2 separate regions of the Gossypium hirsutum genome follow, and region 2 is linked to region 1. Evidence: chromatin contacts called from public Hi-C data. All regions are on one chromosome and are shown on one strand. Each heading gives the region's core, a stretch centred on a gene start, on an enhancer-like site or on the middle of the called end of the contact. The rest is flanking DNA. Distances are from core to core; before and after follow the strand shown.

The links. Hi-C and Micro-C count contacts between places; a contact is called where the count stands out from the background.
Region 2: a Hi-C map of leaf shows a contact between it and region 1, with 3 times the contacts expected there. The contact joins the enhancer-like site here to the promoter of LOC107897846 in region 1. A contact is called at or near these places in 12 of 34 Hi-C or Micro-C datasets (anther, cotyledon, leaf and 2 more).

Annotation. Positions count from the first base shown.
Region 1 is chrA11:20,355,902-20,358,982 of Gossypium_hirsutum_v2.1, reverse strand. It overlaps LOC107897846 (zinc transporter 5), which reads left to right and starts at 1,391. Exons shown (of 3, transcript XM_016823427.2): 1 at 1,391-2,304; 2 at 2,392-2,541; 3 at 2,621-3,045. The coding sequence starts at 1,690. The coding sequence ends at 2,926.
Region 2 is chrA11:20,423,883-20,427,112 of Gossypium_hirsutum_v2.1, reverse strand. No RefSeq gene overlaps it. Among protein-coding and RNA genes, the nearest start is that of LOC121203552, 15 kb to the left of the region's middle. Within about 2 kb of position 1,757, at least 3 of the 9 cell types and tissues checked have an H3K27ac peak or open chromatin away from gene starts, as enhancers often do. A contact at or near this core is called in leaf, where this site is marked.

The DNA.
Region 1 (3,081 bases), core at 142-2,641:
GCTTTCTGAATAGATTTAAATCTAACTAAAAATGTTGAAAATTAAAAGGAAAAATCTGATTTTTTTTATAACATATCATATACAAACAAAATGATATAATAGTGAACTGAGAATATCAGCTACAATTATGGTTTACAAAAGTCCACATTAATAGAAAATTTAAATAAAATGTTACACTAAAAAAAGTGAAATATAAAAGGAAAAACGGCCTTAAGAAACAAGTAGGTCCTCAAGATAGCATTGTTTAAGCTAAAGCTAAGCTTGGTCCTCTCTAGTTTGTTTTTTTTCCCAAGGGAATTGGCCCTCTCTACTTCACAATCACTGTTATATATTTTAATGAAAATAAAAATTTGTAAGAATGTATTAGGGTTCCAAAATTTACATATTAGAATATAATACTTTTGGTTTGTGTTTCAAAGTAAACAAGTTGGAACATTAAAAAATAGAATTGACTAATGATTTGAACTACCTCATCTCAGATTCTCTTTTCTTCACAACCACTAAAACAATCAATACCCTTTTTTTCCCCCGGATAAACCCAAAACATATATATATGATGGAGAATAAGTTTACATATATAATTTCTGAAAATTGAAAAAAGAAGTTTTAGAAATTTATACAGAATTAAGGTTGGTTTGGTTTTAGTTGGTTGGTGCATGAAATTAAGGTTTGGTTCATGCAATTCGATTGTTTATTAGCATGCCCCCTGTTCTCAGCTGTAGCATTCATAAGCCTCTTAATGAAGTGCTTCATATCAAGATAATCTCTTTATTCCTAGTCTATATTCTTGTTATTTTGGTTTGGATTTTAGCTTACAAATGTGATTCTCATGCTACTTTCTTCCAAACAAACCAATATGTCTAAAGTTTCAGGTATTAATAGTGTATATATTTTGATGATGATTATGGGGTGATGAAAATGATATTAGGCATCTTTTATGTTCTTAAACTTTATGTCAATATTACCTTTCTTGAGAACAAGCCACGCACATGTAATATATATCGACATTCTAATTTAATTGACTCCATTAAAGCATGACTTGGACAGTGGGAATGCTTTCAATCTTCTTATTTAACTCTTTCTATGTCGACACTATTTCGACATCTCTCAGCATCTCCAAGTCTTCACCGTAATCTCTCATTTCACCCTTTTTATTAGGAAACCCTTTTCTTTTTTTTTTAATTATTGAATATTAAGTCCTTGATTTACGATTTCATTGCCATCATAAATTTAATCTTCATTTCTGCTCTCATCCTACCATCAACTATTACCTTCAAATTTGCAATTAATTGTTTCTTCAAATTAAGAAAATAATCTTTTATTCTGTTTTTTACTATTTATCTTTTAGCGTTTATTTAAGAAAGAAAAAAAAAAGAGTTTTTAGTTGTAATATTGCATTTATATTTCTTTAGTTGACTTTTCCAAATCAGACTTTTATGTAGCCAAACCAAAACCTGCTGTTTGGAAGTCCATATCATGGGGCCTTAATGATTTCAGATTTCATGTTTTCTTTCCCTAAACTAGGTATCAAATCTTTACAGGTTTCGGCTTCCATCTCTAAACAATCTCTATCCTCTCCATTATCAGATATATAAATATATTCACTCCCTCTCCCATCTTCAATATTCAAATTTTGAAACTCTTCACTGAGCTTCTGAATTGAGTTGGGCTCTGTTTTCAGCTGCAGCCATGATCAACTTCAAACAACCTCAGCTTATGACCTTTTTTTGCTGCTTTTTAATCCTGATTCCTTCCCTAGTACAAGGGGAATGTACCTGTGAACCAGAAGATGAAGATCGCAATAAGTCTCTAGCGCTTAAATATAAGATAGCTGCCATAGCCTCCATCCTCGTTGCGGGAGCCATCGGTGTTTGCTTCCCTCTGCTAGGGAATGTCATCGAGGCTTTACGTCCCGATAAAAATCTTTTTTTCTTAATCAAAGCTTTCGCCGCCGGTGTGATCTTGTCCACCGGCTTCATCCATGTTCTTCCGGATGCCACTGAAAGCTTAACATCTCCTTGCCTCAATGAGAATCCTTGGGGAAAGTTTCCGTTCGCCGGACTGTTGGCTATGACGGCGGCCATTGGCACATTGATGGTTGATGTGTTTGCTACATCTCATTACACCAAATCTCACCTTCACAAAACCCAACAGAACCACGAGGGTGATGAAGAGAAAACAGAGCAAACCGAAAATCATCTGCATGTTCATACTCATGCCACCCATGGCCATTCTCATGGTTCTGTTTCTATGCTTGAGCGTGCAGATTCAGCTCAGCTCCTTCGGCATCGAGTAGTCTCTCAGGTAAATTTTATTTCATCAATCGTGATTTTGGTTTTTGTTATTTTTTTCTATATTTTCTGTAACTGTTTGTCTGATTGATGTTCAAAGGTATTGGAATTGGGCATAGTGGTGCACTCTGTGATCATAGGGATATCATTGGGTGCTTCAGAAAGTCCAAAGACTATAAAACCTTTGGTGGCAGCACTCACCTTTCATCAGTTCTTCGAAGGCATGGGACTTGGTGGATGCATTTCTCAGGTAAATTCAAACCCATGCTTAAGACCTACTCTTCGTCAGGAGTTTGTTGTATTCATTAGCATTGAATGGTTTTTTAAAGGCTAAATTCAAGGGTCGATCGGTTGCAATCATGTCACTGTTTTTCTCGCTGACAACACCAGTAGGAATCGCTATAGGAATAGTAATAACAAATGCATACGATGAGAACAGCCCAACGGCACTGATTGTGGAAGGGTTATTGAACGCGGCATCATCTGGGATCTTAATATACATGGCGTTGGTGGATCTTCTAGCCGCTGATTTCATGAACCCAAAGTTACAAAGCAATGGAATACTTCAAGTTGGAGCCAGTGTTTCTCTTCTCCTTGGGGCTGGTCTTATGTCTCTCTTGGCTATTTGGGCTTAAATTCGGGGGTTTTTTTTTTTTTGGTTGCTTTTACATAAAAACATAGTATTGATTAAAAAGTTTGAGTATATGAAAGCAAGAAGTTTATATGTATGTTAATAGAATCACAAGCTTTTCTATTTTTAATTGCAATATTAGCTTCGTATGCACTAACC
Region 2 (3,230 bases), core at 508-3,007, 68 kb before region 1:
TCTGGCATCATTATGCCTCTTTCATCCCCACATCATTAATTTGTTTTCTTCCCTTCATTTTTTTTCCGGTTTCATTATCTTTTTTGTAGTTTTCTTTCATATTCTCTTCCCCTCTTTTCTCTATTTCTCTTCTTTGAAGATTTAATAGCCCAACTCCAAATCTCATTTTGCAAGCAAGCAAACGTCCCTTCATATGATTCGACCGACCAATTGCTTCCTGATCTCCTTTCTTTATTTCACTCGACCAATGATCCACCTTGTTGCCGTTGCATCCATTGCAAAGCCTATCTCCTCAAGGCTTCGATTCCATCTTCTTATTTTTTTCATTTCAGCCTCACATTTTAAAAAAAAAATATTAGACGGCAACATTCATTTTTTCAAAATAAAAACACTATCGCCACCAATGGCAACGATGAAACCCATTAAAATATATATATTTTTCTTTTTTTCTCTAGAATATCAATATTTTTAAGCGGGTTTACAAATACACATACTAGTGTTGTTATGTCAACGGCGACACGCAAAAAAAATTATTTTTTAATTCCACAGGCCAATCATTGGGTGATTGTGATGGGTGCTGCTGCTAATGGCAATAATGGTATCGAAGTTTGTTGATCAAAACGAATCATTTACATACATAATTTTTAGGGTGAATCATTTTCATAAATAATAAAAAATATTGGGAATTTTTATAATGAAAAAAGCCATTATTGTCTAGTGTTGTTAATAAATTTTAGCAATATATATTACATGAAGTTTTGTGTTTATAAATTGGGACTTTTGGGTTATTGGCTATCTTGAGTATGAGGTTTGCATTCTCATCCTGTATAATAGTAATTATTACTGTGATTTTTATTGATTATGTTTTGTAGCTTTGATTTTGACTGCATTTAGAACATCCCAATCTCAGTTTTGTGTAAAATCATTAATGAGTTCCAAGCATGCAGCATCCCACTAATGAAATGTTTGGATAACTTTATCAGTACACACCAAAATCATATCATTTAATCTCATTTAAAATTTTAAAATTAACTTTCCTAGGTTTAGTCTTTCCCCAACCCACTTTCTTTTTAAAATATGCATATTATATGTTATACATTGATAAAGGGGATTTTAAAGTGAAGATGTTGTCACATGTTTACAGTTGACAGATTTAAAAGATAAGAAATAAATAAGATATATAGTAGCTTCATAATCAGCAGCTTGTGAAATTAAGAACAAATTACCATTAGTGTATAAGATGATAATATGCATGACAATAATTGGATTTTATGTTTATAAAAAAAATAATATAATTGCATTTTTCATGTACTTAAAATTTTGTATAGGATAATATTTTTCGTTCTGTATTTAATTAATGAAATTTGGAAAAATATATTTAATGAATTTATTTTGATCAAGTAATTATGGTTTTTAAAAATATTTAAAACTAATAAAAATATAAAATTAAACAAATGTAAATCATGTAAAAGTTAAACAAAGTTGGGGCATAAAAAATCTAAAAATGGATAGTTGAAGGGGATGGTAAAAAGGTTGTGGTATACGTAATCCTATGAAAGAGAGGTGGGGATGGGAGCCACTGAAACCGCAATTGCATGTTAGTCGTCGTATGTTAGTGGAAAATTGGAGTTTATTAGAATGAGACAACGTCTGTTTGGTCATAGTCCTAAAACTGCATGGTTCAGAGGGGGCCATGGGATGGGCAGAAGACTTGGAATTTGATACCAAAACAGACCAGACACAATAACCAAAGTCAAGTCCACTCCCATAATTAGCTGTGGCCGGGCGCCATCTCATTTGACCAAGCCTACATTACTACACTCAAACTATGGCTGCAAAGGATAGGGATAGGAATAATAAATATAAAACAAAGCATTTTCTATTTGGTTGATTATTGTCTCTTGCAATCACATTATTTTTAATATTTGAAACTACATTCTCTCTTTAAAAATGAGATATATAAATGTGAACAGTTTTTTTGGGGTTAAAATTCCTACAGGATTGACCCTGCAGATTCCATTACTGCAATTAGACTTGTATCAAAAATTCGTCTTGATGAAAAGTGAAAGCAGAAAACAAAAAGCTCCACCCTATTAGTATGCGTAGTGGTGCTTCTCTTAACTTTCCCACTTTTACATTTTCATGATTGCCTAAAGTATGTATTTATTATATTCTTTAGTGTTTTTCTTTTACCCACGTTAACCAATTAAAAAAAATGCTACATACCATTTTTATTTAATTTTTTATTAAATGTATATTCACACTAAAAGATATAAAAAATAGAAATAAATATATAAAAATTTATAAATATATAAAAAATCTAGAAAAATTATATGAATTGTAAAAAAATTATAAAAATCAAATTTACAATAATTGAAAAAATAGTTGAAATTAATAAAATTGTTACAAAATATGTAAAAATTATAAAAAAATTTAAAAGGTTTAAAATTAAAATTTATTTATAAAATTCTAAAAAGTAATTAAATTTCTTCTTCTTCTTCTTTTGCAGTTACTTTTTTTTTAAATTAGTATAACAATTTTCAATTTTTATAAATTATTTTAACTTTTTAAAATTTACAATTGTACATTTTATAATTTTATAAAAAACATTAATTTTCAAAAATTTTTAAAATTTTTATATTATATATGAATTTTAATCAATATAATATATACTATTAAAAAATTTAAAAAGGACACATACCGTATTCTAATAATACTATGCGGCGGGTCAACCAATGCCGGTCCATAGTTGGTCAAAATAAAAAATATTTTTAAATATTTAATATTATAATATTTTTATTTTAAAATTTTAAAATTAATATTTTTATTTTAAATAAACTTAATTACCACCTAATATTTTTCATTGGCCCTATTGAATTGATATAAGAATTGATATAAGTACATGTAGATGGTACATCCCGCAAATTTAGGCTTCCAGCTGAAGTGATATTTTAACAATAAGTTATTTTTAAATATGATTTGGGTTTCAAAGTAGGTGATTACAGCATTATCACTTAATCGCTAAATCACAACAGTATTAAATAATTCATCATTTCAAGAATTTTAAAAATACAATGATTATTTTTTAAAATAAAATGTATTAACATTATACATGACTTAATCTATTATACTTCTAAAACCATTTAATAAGGTAATTTAACTCTCTTAGTATTTTTTTATATTATTAATTAAAAATGTATTTACTTTTTTATAATCTAAATTATATTATA